Regions from separate parts of the Rattus norvegicus genome. Here region 1 is linked to region 2. A link is a contact called in public Hi-C data. All regions are on one chromosome and are shown on one strand. The core of a region is the stretch at or near the end of the contact, and the rest is flanking DNA. Distances in the headings are between cores, read along the strand shown.

The links. Hi-C and Micro-C count contacts between places; a contact is called where the count stands out from the background.
Region 1: a contact with region 2 is called in a Hi-C map of mammary epithelial cells, with 2.6 times the contacts expected there. The contact joins two enhancer-like sites. A contact is called at or near these places in 2 of 12 Hi-C or Micro-C datasets (liver and mammary epithelial cells).

What each region holds. Positions count from the first base shown.
Region 1 is chr18:71,389,046-71,393,104 of GRCr8, reverse strand. All of the region lies in intron 10 of Ctif (cap binding complex dependent translation initiation factor), which reads left to right. Among named protein-coding and RNA genes, the nearest start is that of Smad7, 130 kb to the right of the region's middle. Within about 2 kb of position 1,739, at least 26 of the 93 cell types and tissues checked have an H3K27ac peak or open chromatin away from gene starts, as enhancers often do.
Region 2 is chr18:71,194,787-71,198,655 of GRCr8, reverse strand. No RefSeq gene overlaps it. Among named protein-coding and RNA genes, the nearest start is that of Smad7, 67 kb to the left of the region's middle. Within about 2 kb of position 1,940, at least 15 of the 93 cell types and tissues checked have an H3K27ac peak or open chromatin away from gene starts, as enhancers often do.

The DNA.
Region 1 (4,059 bases), core at 490-2,989, 190 kb before region 2:
GTGGGGGCTGGGGGTATGTGGATGAGTGGGCAGATGACGCTTTTAGCACTACCTGTACTCCAAATTAGCTGACTCCAGTTCTGGGTGGGCATTCGTAACAACATGGAAACCCCAAGTCTTGCTTTCACTCCCTGTGTTAGTGGATGTTATTGTCACTTTAAGACTGAGCCGTGGTCTGGAAACCCATTCTGGCCTACTAGTTTGGTCCCCAGTGGTAAAGTTCATTTTTCCAGAAGAGACCATGACATGGTTCTTCATGGGAAGCTCATTAGGACACATGGCTAACATTCTCTGGTGCCAAGGCCCCCTCAGAGTCCCCTCTACTCTGTTGGTTGTCTTACCTTCTACCCAACCGGACTTCTCCAAGCTTCCAGAGGTCTTGATAACTTGTGATATTGTGAGGCATGGGCTGACTTGGAAAGTATAACAAAACTGCTGTCTTCTGGATCCCCAAAATCAGGTTCTGCACTTGAGTCCAGGTACCGTCATTCTTGACAATGAAGAATTCCATGTGGGGCAGGATTTCAGACTCTTAAGAGAAACCCTATCTTTTTGTGTAAGAGTTGAATGTTTGAGGGAAATGGACGTCCACCCCCCAAACATGAGCTGTAGCCCCATCTTGGAAAGGTCAAGCCATCAGTATCTGCGGCCCTCAGCCAGGTATCATGGGACCCATGCTCTTAAGTCATTGGTACTATAAATTGTTAGGAAAACAACCCATGACAGCCTAGTGTCAAAAGTGGCGAAATATTTCACCATGTTGTATGATTTTAGATCAGCAGGAGTGTGTGGAAGAGGAAGCTGGCTGGGAGCCACCTGACCATCCGATGGCACCTAGCACCTATGCCCCAGACACTCCAACATGTGCACCTCATAGCCACCCAAGCCATCCCTGGGGAAAACTCTGAACAGTCACCTGTTTATATGCTTAGTTTCTGGAATATGTGTTAGTACCCCAAGGTTGTGGACATAAGGGGACATGGGAGTTAGTGCCTTGACCTTACTGAGAAGTGTGGCATAGGGTCCTGCATGACAGCCTGCGTCAGATGTGCTCAGCCTGAGGAAAATGACTGTGTCCTTATCAAAGTGCCCCCAAAGCCACCGAGATTCCCTGGGGAATTACCCAAGGGGAGTTAAAAGCCTCTGGATTCCTGCCTTCAGAACTCACTGTCTAGAGTCCTGCTTCTCTCACAGAGAGGCAAGTTTCTGATCTGCTGAGCTGGGTCAGCATGACCTGTCGTGGATGTGTATCCTGTAGTTTGACTGGTAACTTCATGGAGAGAGCCTTTCTTCTAGCAGTGCAGGGCTGACAGCCTCAGGTGCTATGGCATTTATTCCCAGGTGAGAGATGCCCCAAGAGGTGGCCCCATTAAAGCATCACCCCAGTGAGACCGCCCTTGTGAACCTGAAGCTATCTTCTCTCCCTATAAGATAGAAATTGGATGTTTAGAGTCCGTGTGAGAAGTGTTGTGGTACATCTAATGAACTGCTGTGCAGAGGGGCCCCCAGGCTCACCCAGCTCTCTGAACTGTCCTTGAGTGCTTACCGAGGAAGTCAGCCCTGTGTTGGGCAGGGCCAACTACACGCAGACTCTGCCCACAGTCACAACATGGCGTGATGTGAAAGAACAGCACTTCCTCTACCGGCAGCCGAGCCAGCACCCCCAGGGGCATGCAGGGCCAGGAGGTGCCAGACACTACCCATCCCTTCAGCTTCCTGTCCCCCTCTTCTGCAGCCCTATGAGGGAGTTGCGGTTATTTTTATCCGAGGACACTGGTGTGGGAGGTATTTGTCAGCATCATCTGGTAAAGGCAATTGAATTGTCTGTTGTCCAAAGCAGCCCCAAAAGAGTGGTGCTAAGCATGCTAGGCTGTTCGCATTTAAAAATACAGTTGGGATGGTGACAGCTGATGTGTTCATAGTGCTGACATCACAACCTAAACCCAAACGGTCGGATCCCAAGCCCAGGCTTTCAGAAAGCCACGATTCCGTGTCTGCCACCCATGTAAGAGGGAAAATGGTCTCAGCTTCTAAGTCACCTGCAGGGCAGGTCACCTGTCTCCACCCAATCCTGGGGTGTTGGGTCTGACAGTGCAGTTACTGGTCACGCCAGTACATGCTACATGCAGCTCCCCCCCCCATGTTTCTAAGGGCAGTTTCAGCGTGTCACTGTGGAAGACCTTACCTTCTTTTTTTTTTTTTAAGATTTATTTATTTATTATATGTGAGTACACTGTCGCTGTCTTCAGACAGACCAGAAGAGGGCATCAGATCCCATTACAGATGGTTGTGAGCCAACATGTGGTTGCTGGGATTTGAACTCAGGTCCTCTGGAAGAGCAGTCAGTGTTCTTAACCGCTGAGCCGTCTCTCCAGCCCGGAAGACCTTACCTTAGTTAAAGTTTCCTCATTATATATATACAAATACATACACACACACACACACACACACACACACACACACACACACACACACACACACACATATATATATATATATATATGGTGTGATACCTAACATTTCTCAAGTACTTCAGAGTCTTACCGTGCTCCAAGATGGGGCCTCACAGGGGGTGTGGGAGTGTATATTCTTGACTGCTTTCTGCTGCTATAACAAGATGAAGCGAACAAATTTACGGAGATCTTTATTTAAGCTCACAATTCTGAAGCTGGGAGGCCAGGAGGAGGCAGTGGCATCTAGCGAGGGCTTCGTGCTACCTTGTTAGAGGACAGAAGGCTTAAGTGAGCTCATGAGGAAAGAAAGTCTGGGGTGGACTCCCCGTAATAGGCAGCTCTCACAACGCCTGACTGCCTGTCTCGTTCTGTTGCTGTGAAGAGACACCATGACCATGGCAACTCTTCTAAAGAAAAACATTTAATTAGGGCTGGCTTAACAGTTCAGAGGCTTAGCCCATTATCGTCATGGCAGGAAGCAGGGCAGCGTACAGACAGACATGGAGCTGGAGAAGGAGCTGAGAGTTCTACACCTGGATTGGCAGGCAGCAGGAAGAGACACTGAACCACTAGGCCTGGCTTGAGCTTCTGAGACATTAAGGCCCACCCCCTGTGACACACTTCCTACCAACAAGATCGCACCTATTCCAACAAGGCCCCACACCTCCTAATAATTCCACTCCCTATGGGCCTGTGGGGGCCACTTTTCTTCAAACCATCATATCACTTCTGTGTAGAAGGCAGTAGTCCCGTAATGACCAACACTCAGAAGCCCTACTCGCAACATGGAATTGTGTTTGCAGTCGGATTTCAACAGGAGTCTTAAAGGGGACATTGTCTGTTGCAAGGCTGTCTGTCTCTAGGTGGTGGTTTTCATCTGGGGTCGCTGTGTCTCCAGCAGGCACAGTGCCAGAGGGGACGAGAATAGGGCTCCGACTGGCACCAAATTGATAGAGGCCTCCAAAGCACTGGGTGGCTCCCCTCAGAAAACTGAACCTGGCCTTAAGTGCCAAGAGTTACCACTGTGAGGAGAAGCTGCACAGCCTCGAAGCAGATGGAGCCTCTCTCACCTCTCAGCATGTGTCCTGGCAGGAGGCACTCTGGTTGGAAAAGCAGGGACTTGAGAGGATAAATGATACCAGTAAGCAGCACTGGGTCACATGACTGCATGACGGTTCACTGTCTTGTTAGCAATGACGTCATGAAAGACCACGCCAAGCTGGGACTTAGTAAGCTAGAAAACAAGGTGTGATCTCTGACCATCAACATGAACGCCCAGCTTCACTGAGTGTTGATTCTGTCTTCTCCCAATATGATTGGGTATCTGTGGCCCCTTCAATCTTTACAACAAATTATGGGCCCAGTAGGATTCATCCTAGTGGATAACCAAACTAAGGCCAAATGAAGGGAATAATTTGCCCAAGAGTTAGTGTCCCAAGATTATGTTTCCTGATCTGAAGCATCTCTTAATGAGGACAGCACCCCCTTTCTGATCTCTGAGCCCCCTCCTGCTTTCTTGGATCTCCAGATGGGTACCCAATTGGGACCTCTCTCATCCATGTCCTCTCAAAGTGGGAATCTGAAGAAACACAGAATAAATTTCCCA
Region 2 (3,869 bases), core at 691-3,190:
GGCCAGCCTCTGGCCTGTGGCTAATATTTAGTAAATAATACGCAAGGTCCACACCCTCCCACTCTGACTTAAGGCCACTGCTGTGTGCAGCACCTGACACACCTGGTCTCCCCTCACACAGGGCTCAGCTCCGGAGGCCCTAACCCTTCAGGGTGGCTCGTCCCAGCTTTGTTCTGTCAGTATTTTTTTTTTCTTCCTTCAGTCTGGGTTCTCAAAAACCTAGGCCACATAGACACGGCAGCCCACGCCTCTAATCCCAGAAAAGAGAGGCAGATTTCTGTTAGCCTGGTCTAGCGAGTTTCTGGCCAGCCTGAACACCACAGAAAGGCTCTGGTTTAAAAAGCAAACATAGGGTTGGAGAGTTGGCAGAGTAATCACTTGGTCTTACCCACACAGTGGCTCACAATTGTGTGTTAACTCCAACCCCAGGGGAGCCAGTGCCCTCTTCTGACCTCAGCAGGCACCAGACGCACACGTGGTGCACAAACACACAGACAGACAAAATGTTCATACAAAATATAATCTTTTTTAAAAACAAAAATCCAGGCCCCTTGTGGGTGGTTGCTACTGGACTCTGTACGCTGTTCCTGTGGCCCATCAGGCAGGAGTAGGGTCCAGGCCTCCATTACAGATGGGCGGTGGAGACTCGGAGAGGCTAAGGGACAGGTGAGTGACACAGATGGAGACCTAGCTCTAGGCATCAACAAGGCTCCACTCTCACCAGCCTTTTCCCTAGGTATGTGAGGTCAGTCGTGTCCACAGAGACTGATGTCAGGGAGCATGTGGGACAGGTACAGACAGCAAGGACCTACGGACATTGCAGATCCCAGAGTCACTTTGGCTACACTTGGGACAGGACGAGGGTTGGGAGTTTTGGGTATTGTCTCAGAAGCCCCCTGAGCCCAGAAGCTGTGGTGTTTGTTGTGTGCCTTTATGCACAGATCAGGGCCAGAACCCCATTGCCTCACTTCCCGGGTTAAAGTTAGCTCAGTGGCTCTTGTCAGGGCCAAGGGCTCACACACTTCCCTGGGGCTCGGTGGTTCCGCTGGCAGGGTGGTGCTCTGCCTGGACCACTCAGTGTCAGCTTCTCTGTGCGTTGGTCTCTGTAAAGCTGCAGTTACAGACAGTGACCGCATAAGCCGTGGTTGGAAGTTCTTCCCAGCCCACGGCCAGCCGGCCCTGAGTCATGAACACTTCGCAGTCCTGGGTGCCAGCAGGGGCGGTTGTCAGAAAGAAGTCCTCCTTGTGCCCTGGGGACTACTTGTGCTACTTCAGGTCTGGCCACTTTGTCAAAGCTCCTTCTATACCTCCCATTTGACATTGTCGTATCTCCACACTCCCAGAAGATTGTGGTTGTCCTAAACCAGCCATCAAGGAAGGCTGCGGGCTGTGTGGGAGGCTAGGCCATTGTGCAACTCTCCCTTCCATTCCAGCCCTTCTTCAGGCCTGGCACCGTCTGTGCACTCCTCTGACCCAGGAGCACTGTTGGGGTAAAGAGGCCAGGAGAGTGACTACAGAACTTTGGTAGAGAGCCCTTGTGGTGTCTGCTGGACCAGTAGGAGGTATTTCATATTCGTTTTCATTACTCAGTAAGGCAATCGGTTGTCACTTTACATCTGTGGAAAACAGGCTCAGAGAAGTTAAGCAATATCAAAAGTTGACCAGCGTTAGGATCCAAACCAGGGCTGCCTGACTTCGGAATCTGGGTTTTTTTTTTTTTTTTTTTTTGTTTTGTTTTGTTTTGCTTCGTTTTTTTGTTTGTTTTGTTTTGCAACTTACTGGCCTAGAGGAAGGCCTTCCATCTGCTAATCCAGCCTCTGTAGGAAGCCTGTGGGGACTTGGTCTGGGGTAGAAGAGGTAGGGAGGGAGGACCACCAGCTCACCACTACCGTTCTCTGAGGTTCCCTTGATCAGAGGAGAAAGAGGAAGCTGGCAGGAGCCCATGTGGGGGTTGCTATGGTGACAGAAGCAGTGGAGGCAGGTGCTGGGGCAATTGCTGGGGCCAATTAGGATATCACAGAGGACAGGACCACTGTGGGGCTGTGTTCTGGCTTCACAGAAGCGAGCTCTGGCTTCACAGAAGCGAGAGTTTCAGAGATACTGTGTTGCCATTTTAACAACAGGACGTCTTTTGCTTATGAGCATGGAGTTACTTTCTATTAATTTTGTTACGTGTACAAGAGTTTTGACTGTGTGTGTTTACTCGGTGTCTGTGGAGGAGGGAAGATGTTGTATCCCCGGGGAACCAGAGTTACTCTTGTGAGCCACCACACGTGTGCTAGGAACTGAACCCAGGACCTTTGTAAGAGCAGTGAGTGCTTTTAACCACTGAGCCCTCCCCGCAGCCAAACTTGGCACTAACTTTAATCCTTGAAAATTCCTTTCAGAGCTCGATGACTTTTCGGGAATAAGATCTTGCCTTTCGTCTGTTACTTTATTGTAAGTATCGTAGCCTTTTCATATTATTGTACCTGGAACTGTTTTCTTCATTTTGTGTGCTACACATTTGCACTATGCAAACATTACATTGATTTTTTTTCTCCATCTCTGCGTGTAGGCATGTTTATGTGTCTGTGGGTACATGTGTGTATGTCCTTGTGCATATGTGTATGTGTATTCGGAAGCCCAAGATTAAGAACCATTCTCTGGGGCTGGATGTGGTGGCAGGTAGATCTCTGTGAGTTCGAGACCACTCTGGTCTACAGAGCGAGTTCCAGGGCTGCTAGAACTACACAGAGAAACCCTCCTTCGTTGCTCTCCCAGCTGACCTGAAGCAGGATGTCTCAGTCGAGCCCAGAGCTCACCAACATGGCTAGTCTGTAGCCGGCTTGCTCTGGGATCCCCAGTCTCTATTTTCCAAGGCTGGAATTACAGGCGGGTGAGGGTCTGTCACGCCCACCCAGTATCCGTGTAGGTTCTAGGATCTTAAAACTCAAGTCCTTACACTTCTGAGGTAAGTGTTCTAACTCTCTCCAGCCCACACTGCGTTTGTAGTTCACTCTGTGAGTGCACTGCCCTAGTTTATAAGTTCTAATAATTAGGTCTTTATTTACCGAGGCACTGGAGACAGAAGTACGGGGGGCAGGTACTCTCCACTAGCTCCATGCTCTATCCTAATCCTTTTAAACATTTAAAATGTGTGTTTAAGTCATTCATTCATTCATTCATTCATTCATTCATTCATTCATTCATTCATATGTATATGTGTGTACATGTGCCACAGTGTGTATGTGGAGGTCAGAGGACAACCTGTAGGAGTCCTTCTCCCCTTCTACCATGCAGAGCCAGGGTATCAACTCAGTACATGAAGCTTAGCGTCAACTGCCTTTATCCATGGACTCACCTTGTGGGCCTTCAGCTGTGTGTGTCTATGCCGTGTTCCTGTCACCAGCTTGGATTGGGAGCATGGGCACAAGAAGGGACTGTCTATCTGTTCCTCTTGCTCCCTGAGCTGCCAACACGTGGGGTACAGGAGGCAGCAGAGTGTGAGTTGTGGAGCTGCCCCTCAGGACACTGGGCTCCAGGCCCATAGCTTGCCAGACATACCTGGCCCGCTCACTCGTGTGGCAGCCACCCATTTCCCTGGCAGAGCCTTTTTGCCTCTAGCTGTGCCTTTTCTCTCTATAGCCTGTCCTGTCCAGTCCTTCCTCAGGAGGTAACCTCCCAGGAAGGACCTCCCTTCTGAAGCCCCTAATACCCCATGCAGTGTCATCGCAGTTGGCTTTATCGTGCAGTACATGCTTAATAAATGTCTTCCCTGGGTTCCCAGGTAGAGGTGTACATATGTGGCTAAGCGTATGTGTGTGTGCACGAGAGAGCATATTTGCACATATGTGTGCATGTATTGATGCATGCACGCCTGTGTGTTT